Regions from separate parts of the Danio rerio genome. Here region 2 is linked to region 1. The links are chromatin contacts, called in public HiChIP or PLAC-seq maps. All regions are on one chromosome and are shown on one strand. Each heading gives the region's core, a stretch centred on a gene start, on an enhancer-like site or on the middle of the called end of the contact. The rest is flanking DNA. Distances are from core to core; before and after follow the strand shown. Region 1 holds the start of si:ch73-43g23.1. Region 2 holds the start of stox2b (storkhead box 2b).

The links. HiChIP or PLAC-seq counts read pairs in DNA pulled down with a chosen protein or histone mark.
Region 2: an H3K4me3 HiChIP or PLAC-seq map of gastrula embryo shows a contact between it and region 1, with 4 times the contacts expected there. The contact joins the promoter of stox2b here to the promoter of si:ch73-43g23.1 in region 1. A contact is called at or near these places in 2 of 4 datasets of contacts at active chromatin or transcription factors (embryo and gastrula embryo).

What each region holds. Positions count from the first base shown.
Region 1 is chr14:7,665,838-7,670,031 of GRCz12tu, reverse strand. It overlaps si:ch73-43g23.1, which reads left to right and starts at 1,595. Exons shown (of 2, transcript XM_021481106.2): 1 at 1,595-2,019; 2 at 2,273-4,194. The coding sequence starts at 2,368.
Region 2 is chr14:7,844,538-7,849,236 of GRCz12tu, reverse strand. stox2b (storkhead box 2b) reads left to right here and starts at 2,158. Exons shown (of 5, transcript XR_012390200.1): 1 at 2,158-3,013. It overlaps LOC141377682 (a long non-coding RNA gene), which reads left to right. Exons shown (of 3, transcript XR_012390213.1): 3 at 1-512.

The DNA of each region.
Region 1 (4,194 bases), core at 346-2,845:
CAAATCATCATTATACAATAACTTGCCTAATTACCCTAACCTGCCTAGTTAACCTAATTAACCTAGTTAAGCCTTTAAATGTCACTTTAAGCTGTATAGAAGTGTCTTGAAAAATATCTAGTAAAATATTATGTACTGTCATCATGGCAAAGACAAAATAAATCACTTATTAGAAATAAGTTATTAAAACTATTATGATAAAAAATGTGCTGAAAAAAATCTCTTTGTTAAACAGAAATTGAGGGAAAAAATAAACAGGGGGCTAATAATTCAGGGGGGCTAATAATTCTGACTTCAACTGTACATACTGTATAATGGATGGCTGCATATCTGAAAGATTGCTTGGCATTTTGTATACAAATTGTCGAGTGACCTTCTTTTATTTCTGAGCCACGGCATATTTGTCAAAAAATAGAATATCTAAATACACACACCCAAAGATAGCTATGTGTCATGTTTCTGCGGGGGGATTTCTGCAACCAAGTTTATGTACAGTGCACTAGATAAAGACAAAAAACAGACCTTGTATTTTCATGTCTCATTATATGTACTACACTTGTTTGAACTGCAGAAATTCTTTGTCTTTTCTGATACAACTACTATAAACAGCTGCTAAAGGTTTCCTCTTACTAATTTAATAAAGCTGTGCAAAATCACGCAGTTTTTCAGTTAACACTATTAAATGGTCTGCAGCTTGAATTCATGGTCATTCACAGTTTTGTTTTGACTGTCCGTCAGCTGATCAAAGACCTATTCTTGGTATTGTCAAGCTGCTTGTGCTTTTGGATTTCAGTCAGTGGTGTTGTGTGAACACTAAATCCCAGCACTGCAGAAGCGCTCAGCATTCTTTCCCAGTAAGATGATGGACTATTTTGTAACCACGTGGAACTAATATACTTTGACATTCTGAACAAAGAGCAAGACAGTATGGAAAGAAGGCAGTTTACTGCATGTTGTGCGTTCAAGTGGTTACCAGCAGCATTTTCAAGCTCAAACCATTCATTAATTAGTTTTCCTTTGACTTAGTCCCTTATTTATCATGGGTTGCCACAGCGGAATGAACCGCCAACTATTCCAGCATATGTTTTACGCAGCGGATGCCCTTCCAGCCACAAACTATTACTGGGAAAACACTTATACACTCTTTCACACACACATACTCATGCACTACGGCCAATGTAGTTAATCCTATTCACCTATAGCGCATGTCTTTGGACTGTGGGGGAACCCACACCAACACGGGTAGAACATGCAAACTCCACACAGAAATGCCAACTGGTCCAGCCTGGACTCAAACCAGCGACCTTCTTGCAGTGCGGTGAGAGTGCTAACCACAAAGCCACACAAGCTCAGAATCACGATTTTTTAAATAATCTTTACAAGTAAAAAGAAACATCAAAAGTAGTGTGAGGAGTTTTCTAGAACAAGATGTCGCAATCTAATACTAGAGAAAGTTCAGTGTATACTTTGTAAAGCTGGCGTTCGTGTCCTCTATGTGTCTCTAGGCAGCCTCTCAAAGCAGAGTTTCCCCTGATAGAAGAGGTCTAAAATTAGGAAGCCCCTATGACTGTTTTGGCCTAGTGTGTCAAATTCCATTCGCAGGCTCCGTCTATGCTATCGCAGCACCTGCTCTTAGCTGTAACCCCCTATTAAGCTTGGCAGAGGCATGCACCTATGTTAAAGCATGATTAAAAAAGCCGCAGGTCAGTTTCATCATGTCCTTTTTTCTGTGCATGCTTTTTAAAAAGTGGTATCAATCGATGATTGAAATAGCCAGGCTCTGCTAGCTCAGACGTGGCTAATGGCACAGCATTTTTTGGGGCTTAGCTTAAGGGGCTGGACATTTCTGTGCACCGAGTGGCCTGTTTCGATGAAGGGTCAGTTTGGCACTTGGAAACCTGGACCCCCCAGCAGGAGCCTCATTCACAGCTCATGGTTCAGTGCGTAACTGTCCCCTGTGAATGTTCTCTGGAGAGGCTGCTCCATTGAAATGACCACATGGGAAAACAGCGGAAAAAGGCAAGTATTCAATTTGATGGCTTTTATGTGAACTTTTGTGCATGTATGTTGTTACACTGATTGGTACTGTACATATTTTTGCATCAGTAAGTCTCCAAGCCGTTCAGCTACCTTAATAGTGACCTTTTAGTCAAGCACAGTTTTGTAAAGGTAAAAAGACAATCATTTTAGTAACTAGAATTTAGGACTGTAGCTCACAAAAAGAAATGATTTACAGTTAACAAGATTGTACGATTTTCCTTTCATGTTTCAGATGTGAACAGATTCAAAAACTGCTGAATGGCAAGCTCAGACATTTATAAACTGCTCAAGAGACCACCCAATGTCTGGGATATCTGAAGTGAAGAAATGGAACGCTGGGTTTTAGAAGGAGACAGCTACTCTTTCCTTCGCAGTGCTCCACACACATTTAACCTGCAGAATCGCGAAGGGCCGAATCGCGTTGAGATATTTGACATCACTTCAATCCCCAGCCATCGCAATGCCATATCCGAAACAACCTGTCTGTGTGACATTTTTGGAGATGACGGCGAGTCCCAGTCACTTTCCAGTAGCCCAGCCTCTGCTACATATGCCAGGAAGGAAATTGAACAGCCTTTCCCAGCAGATGATGCCAATGACTCCTCAGGATCTTATCACACTGCCAATGGATCTGACTTAAGTGACAACGCTGAAGTCACCTACAGCACACCCTCTCCAAAGAATACACAAGATTTTTGTACATCAGAGAACAGTATAACTGATTCACCGCCACCTGAATCAACCGTCTTGTCTGATTTCCAAAATGGAATTAATGCATTTGACTGCACACCACCTGCACCCGAAGTGAATGGTAATGACCTTTCACATAAAGATTACTGGGAAGAACCCCAAGTGTCAGTGAACGCTGCCCCGGTGATTGAAACAGATGAACCTGTACCACAGGATATTAATTCAACACCAGATACTTGTCTTATTAATTCATCAAAGGAAACTACTAATCCTACATCTTGCTCTTCAGAGCAGAACGAAGCCATTGTTATGGAGCAAGAAGTGAACATAACAACACCTCAACATACAAGTGCAAGCCCATTTGAAGACGAGCAAGGTTGCATAAGTATATCTAAGTGTACAAGCTGTGAAGACTTGGCAGAATCTAAAATTGAACAAGATATTGAGATGTCTTCTGTGAGCAAAGAAGGTATAGCCTCCAGTAATCCGCAAGAAGAAAGAGTTCTTCTTCCACAAAAGATTGTAAACAGTGGCTCTGCATCAGACCTGTCAAACGCTTCTCCAACAGACTCCATGTCTATTCAGGAAATATCTATTTCACCTGCAGACCAAGATATTTGCTACACACCAGAGCACAGATTAAGCTCTGTCTCCCCTGACAGCAGAACAATTTTCTCCACACCTGCATCCATAGGTAGATCTTCACCTGAGCTGTTCGATTTGTGCTCAACACAATCAGAGTCTCCACTTCTGGAGAACTCTCATGGTGCGTCTTCTACTTTATCTAAAATTCCTACCAATGATAAAGTAGAAATAGATTCCACGACTGAATCTGACATTTCCACTGAAAGAAGAGGACTTGTGTGTTCATCCATGGATGGTAAAGAAAAACTGGAGTCCCCTGGGATCAATGAAACCTGCTCTTCACCTGAACAATCAGCACATGCTCACTCACCAGAACCAGTTGTAATTCACTCACCTATTGGTTACAGCATCAGCGCATCACCTACTAATGAAACAACAGTTTCTTCAAGTGACCGTGAAGCCTCATTGTCCCCCTCGGTAGTCACTAGAACTGAATACAGTGATATCTGCTCTTCTCCTGATCATTCAGAACCCATCATTGACTCACCTCTGGGTTACACCATCAGCCCGTCACCTACAAATGAGAGAGAGGTTTATTCAACCGAACCTGAAGCCTCAATATCTCCTTGCTGTCACAGTGATATCTACTCTACCTCTGATAACTCTGTTTCAGCTCACTCACCAGAACCTACAGCAATTCATTCACCTATGAGTTTTACCATCAGCCCATCTCCCACAAACCTGAGAATGGTTTATTTTATGGAACCTGATGACCAACCGTCCTCTCCTGCCTTCACAGGTACTGATTACATTGCAACACCAACATGCAGTAGAGATTCTACACCTGCATTAAGGAGCATGACATCCACTCCAAACAGC
Region 2 (4,699 bases), core at 909-3,408, 180 kb before region 1:
ACAAACACGACTTTGTCCAGAAATAAAAAATATTACTGGAAATACTGTGAAAAATTTCTTTCTAAACATAATTTGGGAAATAGTTCCCAAATGATCATAATTTTGCCTTTAGCTGTATTTGTTTTGTATCAATACTGATTTTGCACATTTGACTGATATATTGCCCAATAGTATGGTAAAATTATACCATTGTGGTATCAAGTTGTAAATCCGTGGTAAACATACTACTGTTTATAAATTTAGCATTGTATCAGTTGAAGCCATATTGATGTCTGATGGACAATAATTGGATGAACAAAAACTCTTTTCTAGTTTTTTGTGCACTTGTACATGAATATTTTTTGTTTATTCTTTTCTTTTATTTTTTATTTATTTATTTATTTATTTATTTATTTTTGCATATCTTAGTGTTTCCTAAAAGGAAACAGAACAATCTTTGGTCAAAGTTATTATTAAAATAACTATTATTAGACATAAAAAAATCAAGGACATGCACATTTTTGTGTTCATAGAAAGAAGAAAAAATTGAGAAAATAACTAAAGAGAACAAATAAAAAACAAAAGAATAATAAAGAATGAAAGAACAAAAAACTAACAAAAGGAAAATTAAATAATGAATAAAAAATGAAATAAATAACAAACAAAAATTAAAAGTAAAGAACAAAAGAAAAAATGAACAAAAACGAGATAAAAAACATGAATGAAATGAAGCAAAAAATGAAAGAAAAAATGGACAAAAAACATTTGTTTGTCCATTAGCAACAAACTATTTACAAAAGACAAAAACTGTTTCTTGGAGTACCACTTGACAAAGTGACTTGGAAACATGACCTACTCAATGAGGATTTGAGATACTGGATTTGGATCCCATATTGTTTTTGTTGTTGTTCTGCCACTGAAAAGCTATTTGTTACATTGTTTGAAAAGTTGTATATAAAAAGTTATTGTTCATATCATATTCAGTCGTCAGTCTCTAATTTCCACACTGGGCCAATGTTGAAAATCTGCAACATCCCAGAACGCCTTGCATGAGAAGGTCTCTCTAAAAAAAAAGTCAGGATTCTATTGTACTACCCCATCTGATAATTTTCCCCAAATATCAGATTTTTCCTGTTTCTAAAACTTAATTTGAGCCTGAGAGGGTTAAGAAAGGAATTTGCGTGATATTTTACATTTAACGGTAATGGCTCACTTAGGTGTCATTTGTTAATTTATTATTATTATTATCATAATAATAATTATTATTATTATGTATGTTTTTTTCTTATTTGTTTCTTTTTGTTGTTGTTGTTGTTTACTTTATTTCTATCTCAATATGGTTCAGAGGGTAAGGAATGTGTTTAATTACCACACAGTATTTTTTTACACTGTGAAAGTAATGTGTTGTGGTTTTTCTTTCCCTCACTTGTAGTAGCTACCTCCCTGATTAAGAACTGTCAATAAAAAGAGTTAAACTAAATGTGAAGCGTCTTGAAGGGGGCGGGGTTTGCCGACTAGAGAGCATTTGATTGGTCACGATTTGATGAGAAAATAAGTATAAGGTGACGTGGAGAAAGCCGTTGATCCATTTAGGTGGAAATGACAAACAGGCTGAATGTTTATATCAGATTTATATCTTCTGAATGCAAATTTTGTGACTGTTTTGAACACACAATAGCTAGATATCCTACTGATACTAACATCTAAAAAACTATTTCAATCTCGGGACCTTTAAACTCGAAGGTTATTCCGTGTTTCAGTTCGCAGCTACTGGTTTGATTTTCTTGTTCAGCTCATTACATCCAGTAAATAACTCAATTTTGACCCATTTTCACCCCAAACTGTCGTATAATTAACATAAGTATTGGAAAATGTCCTCTGGACCAGTGTTGTTGTGATTTATTGTTTACTTTTTGCAGCTTTAATATTGCCGTTGTTTGAAAACACATTTTTGATAACATAACCAAGTGTTCTGTCGCCGACTGAAGCACTGTTTAAGTTTAAAACTGTGCTTGGTCGACAGGAGGAGGATTATTTCGTGACTATCTTCATTTTTGACTGACACTTGTACTGGGGAGTTCGATTGCGCCTGCAGTGCCTCTCCTCCGCCTTTAGAGGGCGTCCCTGTGTGAGCTGCGGGAGCTTCAAGGTAATAACCTGCTTTACACACCGTAAACCACACAGGCATCGTCACGCACCGGCCTGCAGGGATCCACCGCATCTCGACGAAGAAAAAAAATAATACGACAAATCTCTCCTTTTATGACTTTGACGCAAACGCGTTTTTCATCCGCGGACATTGAGAGAATGCTCTTCTCCATCCCGCATCCCCGCTGGAAGAGGATGTCATTATTTTCACGCCGTTGTCTCTGATCAAGGTGAGGAATGGATAATATGCGGCGATTTCAGCGGAGAATAACATGATCACCTGCGCGTTCTACCCTTAAAATGACATCCCGCATCCACCCAGGCCTTTGTTTGGAACGATAATGATTCGACGCTCTGTTTATCGCCACGATGCTCTTTTATTACAGTAATTGCATCACCTTATACAGGCAGGTCAAATGAACTAACGCGCAAACGCGCTCTTTGTCTGGCTGCGGGCGCGCGCTCAATCAGTCAATCAATCCATCCATCCATCGCCTTGTTTGCGCTTTCAGGCGCGGGGAATGCGTCGAGTCTAAGCGGGCATCTTCGAGAGGATCAATGGAGCCTTTCCTGCAGATCGCTCCGCACTCGCTGGCCATCGTGCTGTCGCGCGTCGTGGCGGAGGACGCGCCCGGGGTGACGGAGAGCGAGGAGCCGCCGCACCATCACACCGGCTACGAGATCTTCGCCGACTTCAAATCGCTCAACATGAAATATTTCTGGAATAAGATGGTGGCCGATGCCATCGCCGAGACATTTTTCCTGGGCTGGATAGACGAGCATGTGTTACTGATCCAGGGGAAGGAGGATCACCTGGAGGTGCTGAGGGAGGCTTGGATGAGGAGGTCCCTCAAACCACCGCAGGGCTTCGACATCAAATACCTCGGTGAGAATCTGATATATTTCCAGCTAATTCGATATAATAGAGAGCTGTTATTGCTGTTGTTATTAATTTGTATCGTAACCAATCGTTCTTCTAGGGTTTAAAGGGGGATAGTTTACCCAAAAATTATCATTTACTCACAATCAAGTGGTTCCAAACCACTATGAGTTTCTGTTGGCGCTTAAGAAGATAATTTGAAGAAAGCTGAAAACCTGTCACCATTGACTTTCATAGTACGTAAAACAAATGGAAGTCAATGGTTACTGGTTAGAACAATATTTCTTTATTAATTTTTTTGAGTGAACTGTCCCTTTAACAAAGTGTCATGCTATTTCCACATGGTACCATGGTAGTGCTATCGGATTTTGTTGTGTCATCTTATGAATTTGGTAATCATTTAGTTTGACTTGTATGTATCAAAATAAATGCAGTCTGGTGATGTTAAGGTTTTTGGACATACGCAATGTCTTTATAAGCCTTAATAATTATTATGGAGGGTTCTTTTAGAGTATTTCCAATTCCTGTGATGCATGATGAATATTATTGCAGTCATATATGATTGTAAGTTTGAAAATACCCATGTTATCATGTTCTTTTGTATATGATAATGTGATTATACGTCATAATAATCATGGTTTTTATGGTGTACCCTGGAGCACCATGCAAATACCTTGGTAAAAATAATATGACTGTCAATACTACCAGGGTAAGCCTCAAAATTATCAGAATTAGGTTGTATTATGTATCTAGACATGTTAACTTATCTTTGCAGAAAAACTACATGAGTGTCACAGATTCAACAGGTTTCAAATTAGATATTAAACACTTAAAACGTATGACTTTGGAACATTTTCATGTGGGAAGATGTGGTTATTTTCCCCTCATGAAAATATTGCAAAACCACATATTTCTTATGTGTTCCACACGTGATATTTCATGTGATGCTTTTTGTTTTGTGTTGGAATATTTAATCAATTCCATGGTGTTCAAGAGAGGTTTTTCTTCAAGGTTTAACATATTAGCAATTTATTGGACACAAATGAATCATTCGATTCACAGAATTCTGGTATCCTCAATGCTAAAGTTACATTCAGGAGGTGTGCACAATTTTCATTTCCTGACTTAAGCTTATATAGGCAGCTGACATTAACAGGTGGAGTTTAGTGGAATTTGTCACTTGTCAATCATTCTCCAGTCCTCCATTGGCCGCACCCGTACATACGTCCTCTTTTTTTATTAAATCTCTGCACATCGTCAAAAAGCTCAACTGCAAATTCTGTGCTGACAGGAAGTTTCGCTGCAGAGCTCAAGTTAATTTTAGACAAGCTTCTAAAAATGCTTCATTAGTATGCAAAACATCACACTTGAGAAGAAGATCAGTTAATTCACCTTTAAGCAATACAAATACAATTGTTTAATGAAAATTTAAAATATCCTTTGTAATTCTTTTTTCCTAACATTTGTTTAACTTTTTATGAGTGTTAATATTTAATAAAATTAATATACTTGTGCTTTCTTATTCTTAACAAGTCAATATTTTGGAAAAGTAAAAAAAAGCATGGCCTTTCTGACTGTACAGTTAATATTTTTCCACTTTTTTAAGATAGCTGGTTTCAGAAGAGCTTTGAAGGCCAGGTCTAACGATTTACGCTAAAAATAAGCAAGCAGATTTTCAAGCACAGTTGGTGT